Linked DNA regions of Zea mays: region 2 is linked to region 1. A link is a contact called in public Hi-C data. All regions are on one chromosome and are shown on one strand. Each heading gives the region's core, a stretch centred on a gene start, on an enhancer-like site or on the middle of the called end of the contact. The rest is flanking DNA. Distances are from core to core; before and after follow the strand shown.

What was found. Hi-C and Micro-C count contacts between places; a contact is called where the count stands out from the background.
Region 2: a contact with region 1 is called in a Hi-C map of tassel, with 4 times the contacts expected there. The contact joins the promoter of LOC100191344 here to the promoter of LOC100283444 in region 1. A contact is called at or near these places in 4 of 25 Hi-C or Micro-C datasets (ear, endosperm, leaf and 1 more).

What each region holds. Positions count from the first base shown.
Region 1 is chr5:78,017,471-78,020,526 of Zm-B73-REFERENCE-NAM-5.0, forward strand. It overlaps LOC100283444 (Aspartate--tRNA ligase 2 cytoplasmic), which reads right to left and starts at 1,442. Exons shown (of 10, transcript NM_001156345.2): 1 at 854-1,442; 2 at 446-556; 3 at 196-309. The coding sequence starts at 1,375.
Region 2 is chr5:78,297,967-78,301,309 of Zm-B73-REFERENCE-NAM-5.0, forward strand. LOC100191344 reads left to right here and starts at 1,646. Exons shown (of 4, transcript NM_001136778.1): 1 at 1,646-2,278. The coding sequence starts at 1,701. LOC100282706 (proteasome subunit alpha type 1) reads left to right here. Exons shown (of 2, transcript NM_001155613.1): 2 at 119-780. The coding sequence ends at 592.

The DNA.
Region 1 (3,056 bases), core at 192-2,691:
ATCAACAGCTTATGCCAGATTCAAGTCTGGAGCTGAAGACACAGCACCCTTTTACCGAAGACAATTCTTCTATTCTGGAAGCATGAAGGTTTTGCAGACTCACTATAGTCGCTGAATGAAGAACAATTCTAGCTAAAGCACCACACATACATGAACGATAACAGATTAACAATAAAAATAGTATGACACACTCACGTTTTCAACTTGACACTGGATCCGGAATATGGCTTGGTTCGAGGGTGTTCGTAGATCAATAGCTCTGTAGTTCAAGCGGGTATCTTGGCCAACGCGAACAAGCTTTTCTCCAGCCTTCAATCATAGGAACAGTCAGTTTAAGAACTTCAATATGAATCTAAAAATCATAGGCAAAAAAAACTAAGCACAGAATAGAGCAGTTTCTTGAAACAAAATGCAATGGAAATCACAGGATGTGCATAGAACATACCAATTCAGCCTTCTCAAAATCTGCCTCACTCCGAGCCGCATCTTCAAGGTTAATTGGAAGGGTCGGAATAGCCCTATTGATGCAATAGATCTTCCTCACTTGGATCTCAACCTGCAGATTACAGCCAAAGCAACCACAGAGACAACCCATTCATTAGGTGAATATGTCTTGTCATGGGATCGAAACAAAGCATGTTTGGTAAGGCATGTAATAGATTGAAGCGCGAATTAGACTACACCAGCAAACCTAATTTATACTAGCAACAAACCTATATGCCCAAACAGCACAGACATCCCATGCTAATTCATCGTCCTAGCTACTTAAAAAAAACACCATCCTAAAGACATGAGGAAATACACTAATCATCCAATAGACATCAGTGAATTCCAGAAGACAAGCCAGACGAACCTGCTGTGTGGTGGCCTTGAGGGGCTCCTTTGGGAGGGAGACGACGCCCTCAACGTCGACGATGGACTCCTTGCTGAGGGCGGTGGCGAAGCGCACCATCTGCGTGCTGACGCCGGCGTCGGCGCTGGCGACGAGCACGCACTGCACGGTGCTCATACTCTGGCGCAGCACGACGAAAGCCATCTTCTTGCTGACCGGACGGATGGCCTGCGCGGCTCCGCGGATAAGCACGGAGCGGCCCGCAGCGGAGTCGTCGAGGTCGCCGACATGGGACCACGAGCGGCCGGAGATGGCCTTTGACTGGATCTCCTCGACGGGGACCTCGCCGTAGTTGGCCGCGAACGGGTCCTCGGCGTCCGCCGGCTGCTGCTGCTGCTGCTGCTGACGCTGGCGCTGCTCTGCCTTCTCCGCCTTCCTCGCGTCCTTCTTCTGCTGCTTCTTGCTGAGGGTAGCGGCGGAAAGGTCAGCAGCGAGTTCCTCTCCGGCGGCGGCAGAGGAGGCGGGTGGAGGCTCAGACGACATCGTGGCGACGACGGGGGAGTGCTCTGGTCGACGGCGGCGGCTATCGTGCGTGAGGCCAAGTTGAGCAGAAAGAATAGGGTAAGTTAACGTGTAAGTGGGCTCGATGGGCCAGGGAATGGAAGCCCAGCTAGGCTTAGTTTGGATAGTAGTATTGACTCCAATCCAACTCAACATATGTGAGTTGGGATCAATATTACACCAAACAAGTTTAAGGGCTTGTTCGATTATTTTAGTAGTGTTTTGAGATGGTTTGGAATAGATTTTGACTTACGATGGATTTAAAACGACTTAATATCACCCAATCCACGTGATCGTGTCCTCCGTAACGGAAACCAGTCCCGCGTACGAACTCTCTCTCGCTCGTTTCCTCTGTACAGGGCGCCGCCGCTCGCGTTCCCCGGCCGGTGGCCTTTGCCCGTGAGGCGCCGGCAGCTTTCCCCCGGCCGATGGGTTCTCACCGCCGCCTTCCACGACTGGAACTCCGGAAGCCTCCTCACGCAGATCCGATTACATCGAAAGACATGACAATGTTGTTGGAATTAGGCCCACTAGTGTGTGCCCCAATTCAATAAGAAAGCCAATGTGGTGTGTAGAGATGGCACGAGACTTTAGTCTCATATCGTCCATCTAGATAGGAGATAACCAACTTATATGTGGGAGTGTTCCCTACTCTTCACATGAGACAAATAAAGGGTTATGGAGGCTGCCACACGCGCGCGCTCGCTCGCGTTTCGCGTTATTTATCGCGTGACTTATGACGATGCGCGATCATCGTGACGAGTTCTAAACGGTAGTTTAAGTTTTGTCTTTGTTTATTTGGTTGTCAAATATCACACAAAGATTGTCACGTCAACTAGGAGTAATGGGCACGCACATTACGTGTGAGATCTCCGAGCGGTTGCACGTAGAGATATTCGAGGGGGCGGTTCCTGGATTTAGTAGATCGAATCAAGGGGTTGTGGCAGCCCGTCTATAAAGGGCAGACGTCCTTCAGTCGAAGGACATAGGCGAACAGCAACCGACTCATCCTCTTCTTCTCAATTCTCTGCTTCGCCGCTTATCTGCCCTACCGTCCCTTCATCTGCCGCGCAGCATATCAAGGGAAAGCGGTGTCTCCGAACCACCACCGACGTTTTGACAATCTGCACGGGTGCCGACGAATCAGGTTTCTGGGAAGTGCTTCGCGCACGTCCACTCGGGTTCCTCTACAGAACTCGTGGAAATCACTGTGAGTAAATCTGCAATTACAGTTTGTTGCAATGACGGTCTTATGGTTAGATCTGTTGTCAATTCTTATTTTATGTGTTAATCTTGTTGAGTTAGTTCAGATTTGTTTTGTTCTAATGTCATGGATATTATCTGCCAGTAGATCTGGGTTTTTGTTTTATGTTGCATTATCAAAATAATCTTAGGCCCTATTAATTTTCCAACAATCCAGAAACCTGATAGAATTAACATGGCTGGACCTTCGGATGCACTGAAACCTGACCGGTTTGCCGATGGTCAAAACTTTAAGAGATGGCAGACTAGGGTTAAATTCTGGCTCATGTCGTTAAGGATCTGGTGGGTGATTTCCCCAGTTCTTCCTCTCACTGAGGAGCAGGACTGTAACTTCAAGTCGGATAACGAAACATGTGTTGGCTGTATCTTGAATTAGTAATTGGGAAGAACAATTTGTTTT
Region 2 (3,343 bases), core at 396-2,895, 280 kb after region 1:
TGATTACTTATGTGGAAAGCTATCTTAATGGGAACTAAGAACAAATGTGTTCTTGTGTCCATGCATGGTCTTTCATTTTAGGTGGATGAGTATTGACCCTTTTTAATTGTCGATGTAGGTTTGCACACAGCGGTCATGGAAGAGGCCCTATGGTGTTGGCCTCCTAGTTGCTGGACTGGACGAGTCAGGGGCTCATCTGTACTACAACTGCCCCAGCGGGAACTACTTTGAGTACCAGGCATTCGCCATCGGTTCTCGTTCCCAAGCCGCCAAGACTTTCTTGGAGCGCAGGTTCCAGGGCTACAATGACTACACCCCGGAGCAGCTCATCAAGGACGCCCTCTCCGCCATAAAGGAGACGCTGCAGGGTGAGAAGCTGTCCAGCTCCAACTGCACGGTGGCCATCGTAGGCAGGAAGGAGGACGGCACCATCGAGCCGTTCGAGATGATTGGCGCCGCAAGGATACAGGAACTTATCGACTCCATGGAGGTCGCCGAGGAGGCGCCCGCGGAGGAGGCCAGCTCCATGCAGGAGGAGGAGAGGGGCCCAGAAGATGCTGCTGCTGCTGCACCTGCACCCATGGACATCTAGAAGCCCCATATGAACCCACCAACCTCACGCTGCATTCTGAGTTCCCAAAAGACTAGACTGCTTCTTTAGAAAATTGTTGTGAGTTGTGACTCTTGTGTACTCTTTGCTTCCGAAGAACTTCTCTATGGTCTCTCCGACGAACAGTTGCAGTTGCTTGGGTTTGGACCGACTATTTATCATGTGATTGCGAACATAATGTTTTGGTTTTGGAGGCCAGGTCGACGATTGCGCTGAAGTGCTTTTGCTCTGGTTTGATCGACCATAGCTTGAGTCATCTAGTAGCGTTTAGCTTCCGTCGGTGGCAGCCTGCTGGGGCAGCGTTGCCGTGTTCTTCCTGGCCTAGGACGCCATTGATTGCCGGATGTTCTCTCTCCTACTACTGGTATCCTGCACTGCACATGCACATGGCATTCCATCCATAAATTCATTACAACATCATGACCTCGAGTAAAAAAAAAGATGGAAACGGAATGCATGTATAGTCTAAGACGAATCGCAGATCTAGATTTCATCTGTGGATGGTTGTGCCCATTCTGAATCTTGGCTACTCGGCCGAACGTGGATGTCCTACACCATTGATATTCTGAAACAAATGCCACTGATTTGCGAGCCTAAAATGGTTTGTTGTATGGATAGAGTGTTTTCCTGCGGTTTGGACAGGCTTTTCTTTCTCGACATTATTTATCTGTATAAAGGGAACATAAAGTACACATGAGAAAATTAATTAATTGAAGGCATAGTAACACGCATCCAATTGGACTCGCAAGTAAAAGAGACATGGATGTCCAGTACATAATAAAATCCTCCATTCCTCTGCTTGGCGTGTGGACGAAACGTGGTCCTCCTGGCCCACATGTCAGCGCCTCCACGTGCACGCTCGAATTAACTGCGGCCATGTGTGCCCCCAACCGTTCTCCCACGCGGGATCCACAGTACCTCACGCCTGTGTGGAGTGGGCTCACGCGTCAGTGACCCACCCCTTACCGTCACCGTCATAAAGCCCCCCGGGGGCCGGGGGCCGGGCCTCGTCTCGTTTCAGTTCCTCGTCGCCCTCGCCACTTCGCCGCCGCCGCTTTGGCTCCACCCAGTCCGCTTCCGGCATCCGCCCATGGCTGCGGCCCCCGCCCGCCACCTCGCCGCGGCCTTCACGGCCGCCGCTGCGCACCAGCGCGTCGCGTTCAGGCGCGTCCAGGTCCGGGCCCCGGTGTCCGCCTCTCTCTCCTTCCCGCCGCGCCATCCCGCGACATTTCGCGGCAGGGCCAGCCTCGCCTGCCCCGCCGCCGCCTCTCTATCCGTCCCCTCCGGCGCCGCGCCTCCGGGCTCCGTGCCATTCAACCTCCTGCCGCCCGACTCCGACCCTTTCATCGAGTGGGACCCGCCCCCGGGCGACTCCGCCCCCTCGCCGCTCGCTGGCGGCGGTGCTGCCGGGGGTGCCACGCTGGTCGTGCTGCTCGGCTGGCTCGGCGCGCGCCAGAAGCACCTGCGCCGCTACGCCGACCTCTACCGCGAGCGCGGGGTCGGCGCGGTGCGGTTCGTCGTGCCCGTGCGCGAGCTCGTCGGCCTCGACCTCGGCCGCCGCGTCGAGCGCAGGGTCGCCGACCTCTCCGAGCAGGTCGCCGCGTGGTGCGACGCCGATCGGCGCCGCACGCTCCTCTTCCACACCTTCAGCAACACCGGATGGCTCGCGTAAGGAACAGAAACCCAACCTCCCTCAATTCTCCTGAAGGAGCTTCAGTTATAGTGCGGATGATTCAATTATAGATCGGAACATTCGAAAGCGGATAGTTAGTTCGTACGACGTTTGCGAGACACGTACATGCGTTCCACGGTCGGTTGCACACTGACATGGGGGGTGCTAGCATGTCGCGTGACACGTTGTAGACTTGTTATGAAACTTTAGTTTGGCACGTGAGATTGATGCATAGAATTTGCACGATTCAGGAGGTATATCCTCGCCCAACATATCACGGGGTTGATGGGAGCATTTAGGGCTAGTTTAGTAACTCCATTTTTTCCAACTGATTCATATCTTCTAAAAAAATGAATAATTTCCCTTATAAAGTAACCTATTTAGCTTGAAATTTGATATTCCATCATTTTCCCAAGTTCAGATATAAGTCTATCTCAAATTTATAGATGTAGGATAGGAAATGATTTTATATATTAGTAGAATATGATTCTATTCTGTAACTTATAGGGTGCTCTTCGGCTCACTCCTTTTTAATAAAAATATAGTACATAAATATCTCTGACATCTTACTAATAATAGTATATAAATATATTTTATCTCCGACATCTTGCTAATAATAGTATACAAATATATTTTTTATAAAGTTGTATTAGCTTAATTGATATATGCCTAAATTATTATTATTAGAATGAAATTCAATTCCAAATATCTAAACGGGGCCTTAGGAAAATGGAAATATCCCAAATATCCTTTGGGATAATGTGATTCTTAAACTAGCCCTTAGTTCAGTATACTACATCCAATTCTAGCTGGATAATTAAAAGTGCATGTACCAACATGCCTAGGAGAAAATCTCCATCATATGTTTGGTGTTTTGTAAAATGAATCTCCTTGTGGTTCTCCAGGGCACATGTTCCAGCTCCCAGTGGTAACATAGCAGTATGAAAAATGGTGAGAGAGCAACAACGGTTATCTGTCAGTGACTAGATTGTCTGATAGTGATGCCACAGTGCCGATTCTCTGCTGACACGCGCATGGTTGCTCTGTGCACATTTTCTTTA